Linked DNA regions of Pan troglodytes: region 2 is linked to region 1. Evidence: chromatin contacts called from public Hi-C data. All regions are on one chromosome and are shown on one strand. Each heading gives the region's core, a stretch centred on a gene start, on an enhancer-like site or on the middle of the called end of the contact. The rest is flanking DNA. Distances are from core to core; before and after follow the strand shown.

The links. A called contact is a pair of places that touch in the nucleus more often than the background predicts.
Region 2: a Hi-C map of induced pluripotent stem cells shows a contact between it and region 1, with 1.8 times the contacts expected there. The contact joins two enhancer-like sites. A contact is called at or near these places in 2 of 7 Hi-C or Micro-C datasets (induced pluripotent stem cells and stem cell-derived neural progenitor cells).

The regions. Positions count from the first base shown.
Region 1 is chr7:21,944,092-21,950,798 of NHGRI_mPanTro3-v2.0_pri, forward strand. No RefSeq gene overlaps it. Among named protein-coding and RNA genes, the nearest start is that of DLC1, 80 kb to the left of the region's middle. Within about 2 kb of position 2,815, at least 1 of the 24 cell types and tissues checked has an H3K27ac peak or open chromatin away from gene starts, as enhancers often do. A contact at or near this core is called in induced pluripotent stem cells, where this site is marked.
Region 2 is chr7:22,550,499-22,557,205 of NHGRI_mPanTro3-v2.0_pri, forward strand. All of the region lies in intron 3 of SGCZ (sarcoglycan zeta), which reads right to left. Among named protein-coding and RNA genes, the nearest start is that of MIR383, 610 kb to the right of the region's middle. Within about 2 kb of position 2,538, at least 1 of the 24 cell types and tissues checked has an H3K27ac peak or open chromatin away from gene starts, as enhancers often do. A contact at or near this core is called in induced pluripotent stem cells, where this site is marked.

The DNA of each region.
Region 1 (6,707 bases), core at 1,565-4,064:
GAGGGCTTATCAAGTCTTGTGTGGATGTCTTCCCCCAAGATAATTTCTGTTAAATATCAGGCTAGTCCACCAGTTAGTTTTTTGTTCAAAACTAGATTTTCCTCTTCACTGGTCACTGAGATTGCCACTTTAACAATGACATTCTAAATCAAGTGATCTCTCTCTGCAGAGGTAGCAAAGCTTTTGGTTTTTGTAATCTTCCCTGTCCTAACAGAAATACTGCTCTGGCTAAAGCTGGGGGGGGCGGGAGGTTTTGGAGCCCTAGGTCTGCATTGCATTGACTAATGCTGTTCTTACCTGAGGATCAGTAGTTGTCATGAATAAATGCACTATTTTGAAAAGTTTGTTTTTGAAGTGTTAAAAAGACTTGTTTTGACACTGTTATCTAGATTTATAGTTAGATAACATACTAACTATACTTAGTATGTTATTGGGGAGGAGTTTCATTGAACTCAATTCATTATGTCAGAAGTCAGTCCCCTTAATATTTTAAGTCATTAAACAGTTTTAAAAATTCCTAATTAGAGAAAATAAACATTTTACTAGAATGTGTATTGTATAATTAATCATATTTTCTATCATTCAAAAGTTAGCATTCAAGTCTGTGAAATACAGTTTGGGAGATGTTAGAATATAGCTAACATTTAAAGCCTTAAAACAGAATACAGTCACTTGGGAAGTGAGTATATATAAAAAGAGATTCTAGAACTGAGCCCTGGAACATTTGAACATTCTATGGTTGATGAGTTGATGTGGAAACAGCAAAGAAACCAGATAGAGTGGACAATGATTTATGAAAAGAACAAGGAGAGGTGTCCTGTGAACCCAGTGTGGGGAAAAAGTGTTTCAAGAAGGAGGGAATATACAACCAGGTCAAATCTTGCTGTAGTCCAAATAAGGTGAGAACTTAGGATTGTACACTAGATTTGGTCACCTAGTGGTCAGTGGAGATCTTCACAAATGTTATTTCAATGGATTAAGATTGATAGAATTCTTGCTGGAGTGGATTCAGTAGCAAGGAAAGAAGAAAAATTGGTTCTAGCAAGTATAAGTAAATTGGATGACATTCTTCTATGAGAAGAAGAAAAACAATGATAATGGTATAGAAGGAGAATCACATAGGGTCAAGAATGATTTTATTTGATATGAAGCTAGGAAATAAAACATAATTATGTGCTAATTGTAAGATCTAACTGAGAAAGAAAAATTGTGGTCACTGGACAGATAGGGGGCAATTGCTAGTGCAGTGTTTCTCAGACCTTACTGTGCAGCAGAATCACCTGGAAGGCTTGTTAAATACAGATTACTGGGCTTCCTGATAGAAGTTTTGATTCATAGACCTGGTCTAAGGCCTGGGAATTTGCGTTCCTATCAAGCTGCTAAGTGCTGTTGCTGCTGTTGGTCTGTGGTTTGATAACTAGTGTGCTAAAACCATATCCTTGCCCAATTTCTCTCTCTCTTTACATATATATATATATATGTATGTGTGTATAAACATTAGAGGACTTCATGCTGGATAAAAAAGAAAATGTAGCAGAAATTCACAGGGGCCCACAGGTTTATAGGGGAAATTGGGAGAATTGGCTTGGAATAGGAGTTCATCCATAGTAATAGAAGAGAAGGGAAGGCATTTGGTCACAGTTAGAGGACATATTACATGTGACGGTGGGACCTTGTGTAAGTTCCCTTCTGATTTCTTCAATTTTGTAGCTGTAATGAAGTATAAGGTCATTATCTGAGAGTGGCGATAGGAGAAGTGGTGTTGGATATTTGAGGAGAGAGCCAGAGCCTAAACAGAGTGGAACATTTGGTTGATTCTCTCAAATAGATAAACCTGTGTTCCTAAAATAAGTACATTATTTTTATTCATGTAATACTAAAAGAACAGATTTCAGTGAATCACTAGCTTTTAACTCAAGAATTCTTATTTATTTCAGATAGACTTTAACATTTAGATTTTATATTTCCCATCCTGAATTATCTCCATTTGCTCAGCAGAGAACAGGGAATAATTATTATTTCTGCATTACATTTTGTACAGTCTAGGTTTCACAGTGGGTTGTAGAAGCCTGTGTGAGTTGTTGTCATAATCATGATGTAAATATTATGTTTCAAAAGTTTAAAGATTTTTGAAATATAGCTTGACAATTCCAGGTTAACCAAGACATTCGAGAATAAAAGAAGTGTTGCCATGTTATTTATGTATCATTTTACTTATTAATATTTACAGCCCACTTATTTCTATTGATGAGTTAAAATCCTATGCCAAAAATAAGACAGTGAAAACCACAGCAGTTCACCAAAAGGAAACAGGGGTAATAGTAAGCAATCAAGTGAGTCGATTGCTGCCAGTGGCCATGTATACTAATTGTCTATTTCCTGTGCTATCGAAACACTTTCCAGATAGCTATTCTTCTTCTTTGGAAGTGTGTTCATTTTATCTTCTCATAGTGATCATTTAATTCAAAGGTAGCTGATGAGCATGCAGTATATACTGTACAACCTGTTCACTATTATTAGCTTCTGTGTTAACTTAGGAATAATACACTACCACATAAGTAGACATAAAATTATGAATTTGGCAAAAATAAAATGATAATTGTGGTAAAATACAGGCTGGTTATTTGCAGAGTATATCGATTAACTTTGTTATGTAACACGCCATAAAGTTAGTTTTTAAAACCAACCCTCAAAGGTTTGGGGGTGGAATTTTGGGTTGAATTCCTCTGCTTTTGTTCTTGTGGTCTGGGTTGAGCTCATTCACGTGTCTGAAGTTAGCTGCTAGCTTGGCTGGTTGCTACCCCGCTGGTTTGTCTCTGCCCCCTGTGGTCTTTGATTCTCCTGTAAACCAGAGTTTGATCACATGACGATGGCAGGGTTCCAAGAGAAAGGACAGGAGTGTGCAACATCTGTTAACACTTACACTAGAGAATGGCACATGACCACTGGTCAAAGCAAGTCACAAGGACAGCTGACAGTTAACAGGTAAGAAGGAGAAAAAAAAACTACCTCTGAATGGGAAGAGCTGAAAAGTCCCATTACAAAGGAGCTTGTTTACAGGAAGATGAATAACTTTAGCTATTGTTGCAAAAATCTACCACACTGAAATATTAATCAGAAGAACAATTATAGTATAATAATTAGAAATGATCAAGAGAAAAGGCAACGGAAATAAGATAGTAGGAGATGTACTGAAGGAAAAAGACTATTTCACTTTTTCAAATACCAGATAATGTAATTTATTGTAGGGAAAAAAACACCCTCGGATTTGGAGTTAGCTTGGTCACTTATGGGGAGTTTAGGGCATAGTGTTTATTTTGTCTTGAGGGATGTGGACCAAATATGACATAGCGTGTGTGATTCTGACCACACTGAGACTTCATTTTTGTCTGCTACTGTTTCTTTGTACTTTATCCAGTGGTACTAATCTCCCCTTGCTTTTTGATAAATCTCTGGAAGATCCAATGGCTTTTCTGCTTACTCTTGATTAAGACCTATTGATACTTTAAACATATGTAGTCTCAATTCAGACATTAAAATGTCCAGGCAATCAAACTCCAAACTGAATATAAAGCTTCTGTCATCCTTTAGCTGGAGATGAAGGCTGTAGTGGGATAGGGGCATCATCCTCTGCTGTCTACTTTCTTCACACTCACCTCCTCTCCTGCTAGCTAGCTGCCCAGGTCTAAGGGGTAACTTGGGAGGACAGTTGTATTCGTGTGCTACGGCTGCCGTAACTAATTGCCATAACTGAGGGGCTTAAACAAATATTTACCATCTCACAGTTCTGGATACTAGAAGTTCAAGATCAAAGTGTTGGAAGGGTTAATTCCTCCAAAGACCTGCAAGGGAGAGTTTTTCCCATGCAGAGATTTTCTGGCGATCTTTGATTTTCCTTGTCTGGTAGATGTACTACCTAGATCTCTGCGTTCATATTCTCATGACATTTCCTTGTGTTCTGTTTGTATCTTCACATGGCATTATTTAATAAGGACATCAGTCATATTGGATACTGGGCCCTCTCTACCCCAGGATGACATTAGCTTAACCAATTACATGTGCGACAACTCTGTTTCCAAAGAAGGTCATGTTCTGAAGTACTGGGAGTTAGGACTGCAACATCTGAATTTTGGGAAGACACAACTGAATCCAGGCAATAGGCAGAGGGATTGCATTTTTGATGTCAAGGGGTGAAATCATAAGCTAGCTTCGGCTTCCTGGGCCTAGAAGATAAAAATTTAAGGCTGGCCTCTTTTTTCAAGCTAAATCTTTCTCGCACAAGCATGCCATTTTTGTGTACTCTTCTACAATCCCCTGCCAGGCCCAGGGTGCCCACTTTTGACTTTCATTTTGAGCAGGCAAAGGAGCTAAGCAGAAAGAGCAGTTTGAAACATAATTCCAGGGCAAATCTGCTCACTTGACAGTATTCGTTGGTTTGAAGGTTGCACACACTCAGACAATGAAGGTACTTTAAAAAATGTCATTTAATTGCTAAGAATCATGTAAGGCTACATCCCACAGAGATGTCTTTTGATATATATATATATATATATATATATATATATATATATATATATATCACAAAGAAAATATATATATTTTCACAAAGAGTTTGGTGTAACCTGGCAGTGTATCTGGCTAGGACCCACCATCCTAAAGTTCCCTTTAACCTGGGCAGATAGATCTAGGTGGACATTTGTTACTCTTCTCATCCCATGGACAGGTGGAAGTGCATATCCAACCACTCTATTTTAAAGTGTCCTTGCTCTTGCAGACAGGTCTATATTGCTCAGGACATGAGATGACCTCTAACGTTAAGACTCCCACCTCTGCAGTGTTAACTTGATACCCTCACACATCACCTGTACCAGCATCTTCTGGGAGGGTGGATTGATGCTGAAGCAACACCACACTTCCAGCTTCATCACCAAAGCGCTTCGTCGGGACAGTCCACAGTCATCGTTCCATTTCCACTTTGACATAGTTTGGATGTGTGGCCCCTCTAAATCTCAGGTTGAAATGTGATCCCCAAAGCTGGATGTGGGGCCTGGTGGGAGGTGTTTGGGTCACAGGGATGGATCCCTCATGAATGGTTTGCTGCCCTCTCTGTGGTTAATGAGTTACCACATGATCTGATTGTCAAAAAGGTCTGGGACCTTCTCCCTCTCTTTTGGTTACTCTCTGTCCATGTGACCTACATATTCTCTTTGCTTTCCACCATGAGTAAAAGCTTCCCGAGGCCTCAACAGAAGCTGAGCAGATGCTGGTGGCATGCTTGTACAGCCTGCAGAACCGTGAGCCAAAGAAACCGCTTTTCTTTATAAATTACCCAGCCTCAGATATTTCTTTATAGCATTGCAAAATGGACTAACACTCTCTCAGATATCAAAACACACTAGTTCACTGCATTTTTCAATTTCAAAGTTAACCCCCTAAAGCTTGGAGTTTGGTAATACTTTCTCATTTGTCCTAACAGAGGATCAAGGAGACAGATTGGAAAAGGAGTATATGTGTGTAAGGAATATTTATGGCCCCCAGTTCTTCCCAGGGTATCTCTTTAAAACTCTCCTGACAGAAACTTCTGTGTGTTCCTCCATTAGGGGTTTGTATTCTTCATCTTACTGAGGTGTCTAAGATACATGGACCTGTTCTTAGGACCATTTTCTTTATAAATCTGCACATGCTTGCATTTTCTTACCCTCTCTTTTATGTGCTGTTTTATGTCTTCTTGGCACCTTAATTAAAATTGAGACTGGGAGGATAACATGCCCATTTAGATTTTGTGTGTTAAACAGATTTTTTGTTTTTTAATTTTTTTTGTGACAGTGGTAGCTGGGAATGTTTTACAAGATGGCTTCATGAGCCTCAGTTCTGAGGAGCAACTTGGGAAGCTGTATCCATTCTACATAGCCATTTGACCCTTGTCTAGGTCGTTGCTTACCTATTGCTTTTGGAAAGGACAGAGTGTTTAGTGGAACATAATGATATATTGAACCAGATGCCCTGGATATTAGCTCTCTGGTGTTACCATTGGCTTCATTTTACTTTTCATAAAATTGTGTGGTCTAGCTGAACTATGAAGTTCCTTCCAAGTCTGTTGTTTTGTAACTTCAAGTTAAGCTAAGCTATAATTTATTTAGCTCAGAATGTGTTTCTGAGCTAAATTATCCCCTTAAACTTGTTGAGCGATGTTTATGTCATAGTGTATATAGAACACTAAGTTGAAATCTATATGGTAGCTAATGGAGGAAAATTAGTTGTAGAAAAGAGAATAACTTCAGTCTGTCAAATTTCTTTTAATGAAGATTTTTTGAAAAATTGTTCCCGTTTCTTCATTATATAAATAAATGTAACCTTTTATACCGAACTTAGAGTTTAATTGAAAATGTCATAGAAGATAATGCAACCATATTCCTTTTTATGGCAATTATGTAAGCCATATTAGTAGTGATAGGGATATTTCAAAAAATATAAGGGTATAGGTTTTTAAGAAATGGTTTTTTAAAACATTTGCAAACTTAAGAAGCCATGAAAAAAAGTCATTTTGTGGCATGAATAGTATGTAGGTTAAAGCACCTTATGCTATATTTTGCTTTGGATCGGAGCTACCAGGAAGTAGGGATTATTCTGAGTATTTTAATAAATCTTATTCAGGAGAAGGGAAGAGCAGAAAAATACTACAGTGATAATTGGTAAAGAAATAGCTA
Region 2 (6,707 bases), core at 1,288-3,787, 610 kb after region 1:
CAATGCAAAACCAGTCTGTTCATATGGACCAATGCCAAGTATAAGCTATTTGAGCTAAGTGGATGTTTATAGTTATTCTTAAATTTACTTGTCAATAAATTGACCAAAGAGTAACGTTGATCATACCAACCAAGCAATGTAAAGCTGAACAAAAGAATGATCAAACCATTCTCACGCTGAGGATTCACTTTAGGATGGAGTAACAGACTCCATAAATACCCAATAAATTATTCCGTTTCATTAGGGTATGGACTAACTCTTTAGGATATAGAAAGAATATATTACAAACTAACTGGGCATTTGAAGACGGTCAGAGGATCTAAATTCCAGAAGCAAAGCAAAAGTAGAGGAAAAGTTTATTGAACTTTCAAGGTAAAATTATTTCTTCAAGATCTGGTTTTACTCACACGTGTTGAAAGATAATTGATTAAATTAATTTGACCAACTCCTACTCTAAGCAATTTAAGCATGACAAAATAGGCACTAATCAGAAGATACAGTATAGTTTTTGAGAGAATTAAATCTGTGACACATTACTCCTTGCATGATCACATGAGTATCGATTAGCAAATGACTATATTTACTGATATGCATTAAGGTAACTTTGTTTAGAATGAACCTCAGTTCTCCAGGTAAAACCATTAGCAATTTAAAAACACATGTATTAACAGGCTAAAAAGTAAGGACCTTACTGATAAGGTCGAATGTTACAAAAGTGATACACGTTTTAATAGGTAAACTGTTCTTTGCTTCACAATCATTTCAGTTGCCTTACATTGTTTAAATAATTCTGTACAATAGCACTTTCTGTGACAATGTTAAGGCTTATATTATCTAATGCAGTATACACTGGCCATAGAGATTTCCTGAGCATAGGAATGAATATATAATTTTAAATTTTTACTTAAGGTTAATTAATTTAAAGTGGAATACCCACATTTGGCAAGTAGCCATAGTATTTCAAAGCACAGGAATAATTAGAGCAATTCAGTTCTGCAAAAGTATCCTATAAAAATTATTCTAATTTCTGTGTTTAATTATAAAAGGATATATATATATATATATAATCTACATTGTAGCACTCAAAATATTTTCTTATATTTAGTCTTTTCTCTTTTATTGTCGTCGAGCTTTAAAACTTCAAGAACCTTGAATAAATAATACAAAAATCATTTACCATCATCAAAGATGTATCGTGATACATGAGGATAAAACCTAGAATTAAAAAAATCATGATGCAAATGCCAGTCAAAGTTTCAAGTAATACTTCAAGAAAAAAAAAAAAACAGCACAGAGCTTCTTGAATTAGAAAAAGTAAAATGTGAGAAGTATAAATCCTATGTATTTAAGCACTCACTACATCACAACAACTAAGAAAACAAAACCAAAATTGAGAAATCCCTTATTACCTTCATTTACGCGAACACTTGCCTGCATTTGTATTTCGTACACAAACTTCGCTTTTCTTAAATTTTAAACTATGCATTTCCTGAACAATAAGATTTATTTTGGAATTGTTTCATGAATTTTTTCTGCATTAGTTTTTGTTTCCACTGTTTTGTGTTTAATGGAAGTTAAGATATTAAACACTACAAACTAAAAATAAAGCAATTCAAAACTTTTCTTCAACAAATTGTAAAGTGTAAATAAAAGTATAGTAGTTTATGAGAGGTTAAAAATGAAGCAGGACACAGTAATATGTTTTAAGTCTATGAAAAGATTTAAAAATCAGAAAAGGCCGGGCACAGTGACTCATGCCTGTAATCCCAGCACTTTAGGAGGCTGATTCAGGTGGATCGCTTGAGGCCAGGAGTTCGAAACCAGCCTGGCCAACATGATGAAATCCCATCTCTACTAAAAATACAAAAATTAGCCAGGCGTGGAGTCACGTGCCTGAAAATCCCAGCTACTCAGGAGGCTGAGGCAGGAGAGTCACTTGAACCCGGGAGGCGGATGTTGCAGTGAGCCACGATGATGCCACTGCACTCCAGCCTGAATGAGAAAATGAGATTCTGTCTCAAAAAATACCTATATAACTAAATAAAATAAATGAATAAATAAATAAATAAAAATCAGCAAAGAAGAGGCAGAGCAAAATGGCCAAATAAGACCCTCCAGCGATCATCTACCCACAGAAACATCAAATTTAGCAACTATTCAAGGCCAAGGTACCCTCACAAGAGCTTAAAATACCAGGTGAGAGGTCAAAGTACCTGATTTTAGCATAAAAACAAGAAAAGATGCAATGAAGAGGGCAGGAAGGACAGAGTCACACTGCCATCTTCACCCCTCTCCCAACTCCAAGAAGCACAACTCAGAGACAGACAAAACTCTCAGGAAGCGAGAGGGAAGTAACTGCAGGACTTTGACGTGGAGTCCCGTGCCAGGCCTACCAGGGTGAAACCCAGCATGAAGTCCAGTATTGGGCAGAATCCCACAACCTCTGGCTCCAGGCCACGGCGCACAGACAGATAGAGCCACCTGGACTTGCCTCAGCTCTAAAAGGCAACCTACAGCCCCAGCAGTATGGTCTCATGTTCCAGCCAGCACTACCCAGTGGTTTACAGAAGCCTCAGACCACAGGCGAACCTCAGTGACAAGGAGGCCATAGCTGCCCTGATCCCAGTGACCATGGACTTCAAATATGACCTAGCATTACAGTAGCCATGGTGACTATGGGAATGGCTACTTAATCCATCCCTCAATTTTAGGCAGCACAGCATGGACAGGGATGCTGTGTGTTTAAGGAAAGGAGAAGGAGGTTGAAAGAAAACATAGCCTTGGAGACCAGCATCGGGTCCTTCACAATGAGACAGAGTAGAGTGGAGCTCTGCAGTGCCTGACTCTAGGCTGGTTACTGTGGATGGAGCATCTGGATCTTCCCCAGCCTCAGAAAGAAATCCATGGACCCAACTGCCAGATTTCCCTTCCTTCAGGAACAAAACACCCACAGTAGACCTGTGGCAAACCTCAGCTTAGGCTGCCATCTAGTGCTGAACATGGGGCAACACAACACCTGCAGACTAGTAACAAAAATGGGCTTAGAGCATTATCTGGCGATGATACAGAGGCAGTGACCACCGGCTGAAAGAAAATAATCAGTCTGCTTAGAAATCTCGTGAAGAACAAGCACTAAAACCCCAGATGGCTGCCGGGCGCGGAGTCTCACGCCTGTAATCCCAGCACTTTGGGAGTCCGAGGCGGGCGGATCACGAGGTCAGGAGACCAAGACCATCCTGGCTAACACGGTGAAACCCCGTCTCTACTAAAAATATTTAAAAAATTAGCCGGGCGTGGTGGCGGGCGCCTGTAGTCCCAGCTGCTCGGGAGGCTTAGGCAGGAGAATGGCGTGAACCCGGGAGGCGGAGCTTGCAGTGAGCCGAGATGGCGCCACTGCACTCCAGCCTGGGTGACAGAGCGAGACTCTCTCTCAAAAACAAACAAACAAACAAAAACACAAACAAACAAAAAAACACGCCAGATGGCAAACACTAAATTCCTAATTTTTCAATATGCAGGTGTCATTGCATATCCACAAACATGAAGAATATTTAGGATACCGTGACCTCACCAAACAGACAAAATAAGGCACCAGAGACCAACCCTAAAGTGATGGAGATGTGTGATCTCTTAGAGATTTCAAAATAGCTTTAAAACCCTTTTCCCATTTGCCCTGAGAATACTAGTCATTGGCACTCAAGGCGGCAGTGTTTACCCTGAGATAACTTTGCCGAGAAATACATCAGTTTTACTATTATTTTTGTATCGCTCTAGTATATTGACTTTGGAAACAAAAGACGTCATTTTCTTTATAGCATTCTGATTTTAGTAGTTCTATTTCCATTTACAAAATATAGAAATTATTGATCATTGAAAATGTCAAATCCTGGAAAACGCTGGATCTCTAAGTGTGATGCAAACATCATTCTTGAATATTTGTTGGCCAAAGATTTATTTGATGAATCTGCTTTTTTCAAAATAGACAATTCGGATGTTAGCTCTGTTTAGAAACAGCTACAAGAACAGATTTTATATTTTATTTTCATATCGCAAATCAGTAAGATTTGCTTTAATCTCAAAGAATGTGCTCATGTAAAATTAAATACTCATTTAATAAGGATGCAAACTGCACCCTTTGTTTCCCTAAACAGTAAAAAGGTTAAGCAAACTCAACATGGTCCAAGAAAATACAGAGAGACAATTCAGCAATTTATTTAAAAAGAAAAAAAAAACTTAACAGAGAGACTGAAATAAATTTTAAAAAATCACACAGAAATCCTAGACTTGAAAATTACAATAAGCCAAATGAAAAATTCAGTAAAGAGCATCAATAGCAGAACTGATCAAGCAAAAGAAATAATTAGTGAAATCAGGGAGAGGAGATTTGAAAACACACAGTCAGAAAAAAAGAATGAAAAGGAACAAAGAAAGTCTAGAGGAATTATGGGAGAACATCAAAAGAGCAACTGTTTAAGTTATTACTGTTCAAGAGGCTCTTAAGCATGCCAAGAGGTAGAAGACATATTCAAAGAGATAATAACAGAAAACTCCCCAAACCTAAGGAAACATATGGTTATCCGAGGACATAAAGATCAAAGATGACCAAACAGACTCAATCCCAATAAGTCTGTCTTAAGAGATATCATAATCAAACTCTCAAAGTCTGGAAGATTACCGATTCATATAAATTGAACCAAAATGTAATGATCCATTACTATGGGGCAGGGACGAAGCAACACAAATATAACAGGCATGTTCCTTTTCATTCAGGGTCTTCCATTTTTGTGCATGAGACATTAATGAAATACATTGGAATCAATATGATGATAATATGTTTTAATGAAATACATTGGAATCAATATGATGATAATATGTTTTACACACTTCCACAGAAGCACCAAGATAACTCACCTAATATGAACAGGCATATTAAAAAATGTTTTTCTCAAAACATGATTTTGCACTGATTAAAAAAATACTGTGTAGGAATTAGCCAGGTAGGGACCCAAGAAGAAATGCAGGACATGTCTGCACTAGGAACAGATTAAATGGAGAGAGAAGGAAAGGGACAAAGTAGGGAACTGAAATAAGTTTATTTCTAGACAACATGTCACATAAGATCACGATGTGCAAACGTAGTGAAGAGTGAAGAAATTTTTAGGGACCTGATGGGTCATTGTGAGGGTTTTTATCTTATCCTAAGCAAAGATAAGGAGTCACTGAGACCCTTCCAGTTGTCTATGATCAAAGCAACTAAGAGCAAAATCCACAATGCCTAAGTAGATGAGGTAAAAACGAAGTAAATTATGATGAAACTTCAGAAACACAGATCCAACATAAACTGGTAATCACAAAGAGAACACTGGGATCCAAGTCATTATAACCACAAAATGGAGTAGAGGAACTAATGCAAGACAAAATAAGAAGAGCTAGAATGAATTTCTTTTACTAGCTAAATGACTTCTGTGAAGGAACTAGGACAAAAGTGGAATTTAAGTTAGTTCTAAAAGATTAAAGGCTCATGAATCATATCATCTTACGTTTTTACAGGGTTTCACTTTGTCTTATAATATTTTTGTTTTCTTATTTAATTTGGGATATAATGGGTGTGGTAGATAATAGTCCTTTTATCTTTTCCCACTTTCCAGGTAAGAGTTATTATTATTATTTTCTTTTTTAGTACATTATGGATTAAGTAATATCCTTGACAATATGCATACTGGGGTATGTATATCCATCAAGTGACAGTTTTAATACTGAGCAAGTATTAGGTCATAAGATGATAAAAGAGCTCAAAATGAATCTAAGATCAATGAGCAAAATAACCCCATGGGAGGAAAAAGGCATGGAAACATAAGTAGTGTTATCATTTAAATTTTATTTATCTAATCAGCCTACTAGTGCCACTGCTGTGTATTGTAAGATGTGTTTTGCTATAAGATTTTGATAAGAGAAAGAGTGAACTGGACATCAATGGTGTTACATGGAGCGTTTAGGCTACAGACATCATTTTTATTGTTTACTGTTTAGTGCTTCTCCGTTCTGGTATCGCCTAGTCTCATGATGCTATTATGCATAATATTCTTAATTTCCTCAACATTCACTGCTACGATATTTTTGTTGTCACTGTTTTACTCCTGATGCTTCAGAGAGTTTTTGATGATTGATGAGCAGCAGTGGGATTGTGAATATGATACATTTGTATAATCTCTTTGGGATCTTGGTCCACTCATCTGTAGTGTGAGGAGTTTGGGCTCATTGATCTAAAATGTTTTCATTTCAATTGCTGCATGTATTTAAGAATCTTTCAGAGCCTTTATCTATTCATTTTGTGTTTATCTCATATTCTTTGCTAAAGGTATATATTCTTGAGACGTAAAAAAGTCATTCTATTTTTATATTTAGGTTCTTTCTGCATTTCTATTACATCAGTTGCTAGAAAAAAATCAAATTTAGTCTATTCAAAATTGGTCAATTATAGCATTTCAAAAGAATGATCATGTACTTATATATTTATATAAAATAAAGTTATAGCCTAATTTACTTTTTCTTGAAAGTTTTGGGAAATTATGTTGACTGTTTATATTTCTGCAAATTTGCTAAGTTTCAGTGATAATATATATTGCACCTTTGAATAGTTTAATGATAAAATATAGTGAGAAAAACAAAAACAATGGAAGCAAAATACTGGGAATATGGTAGACTAT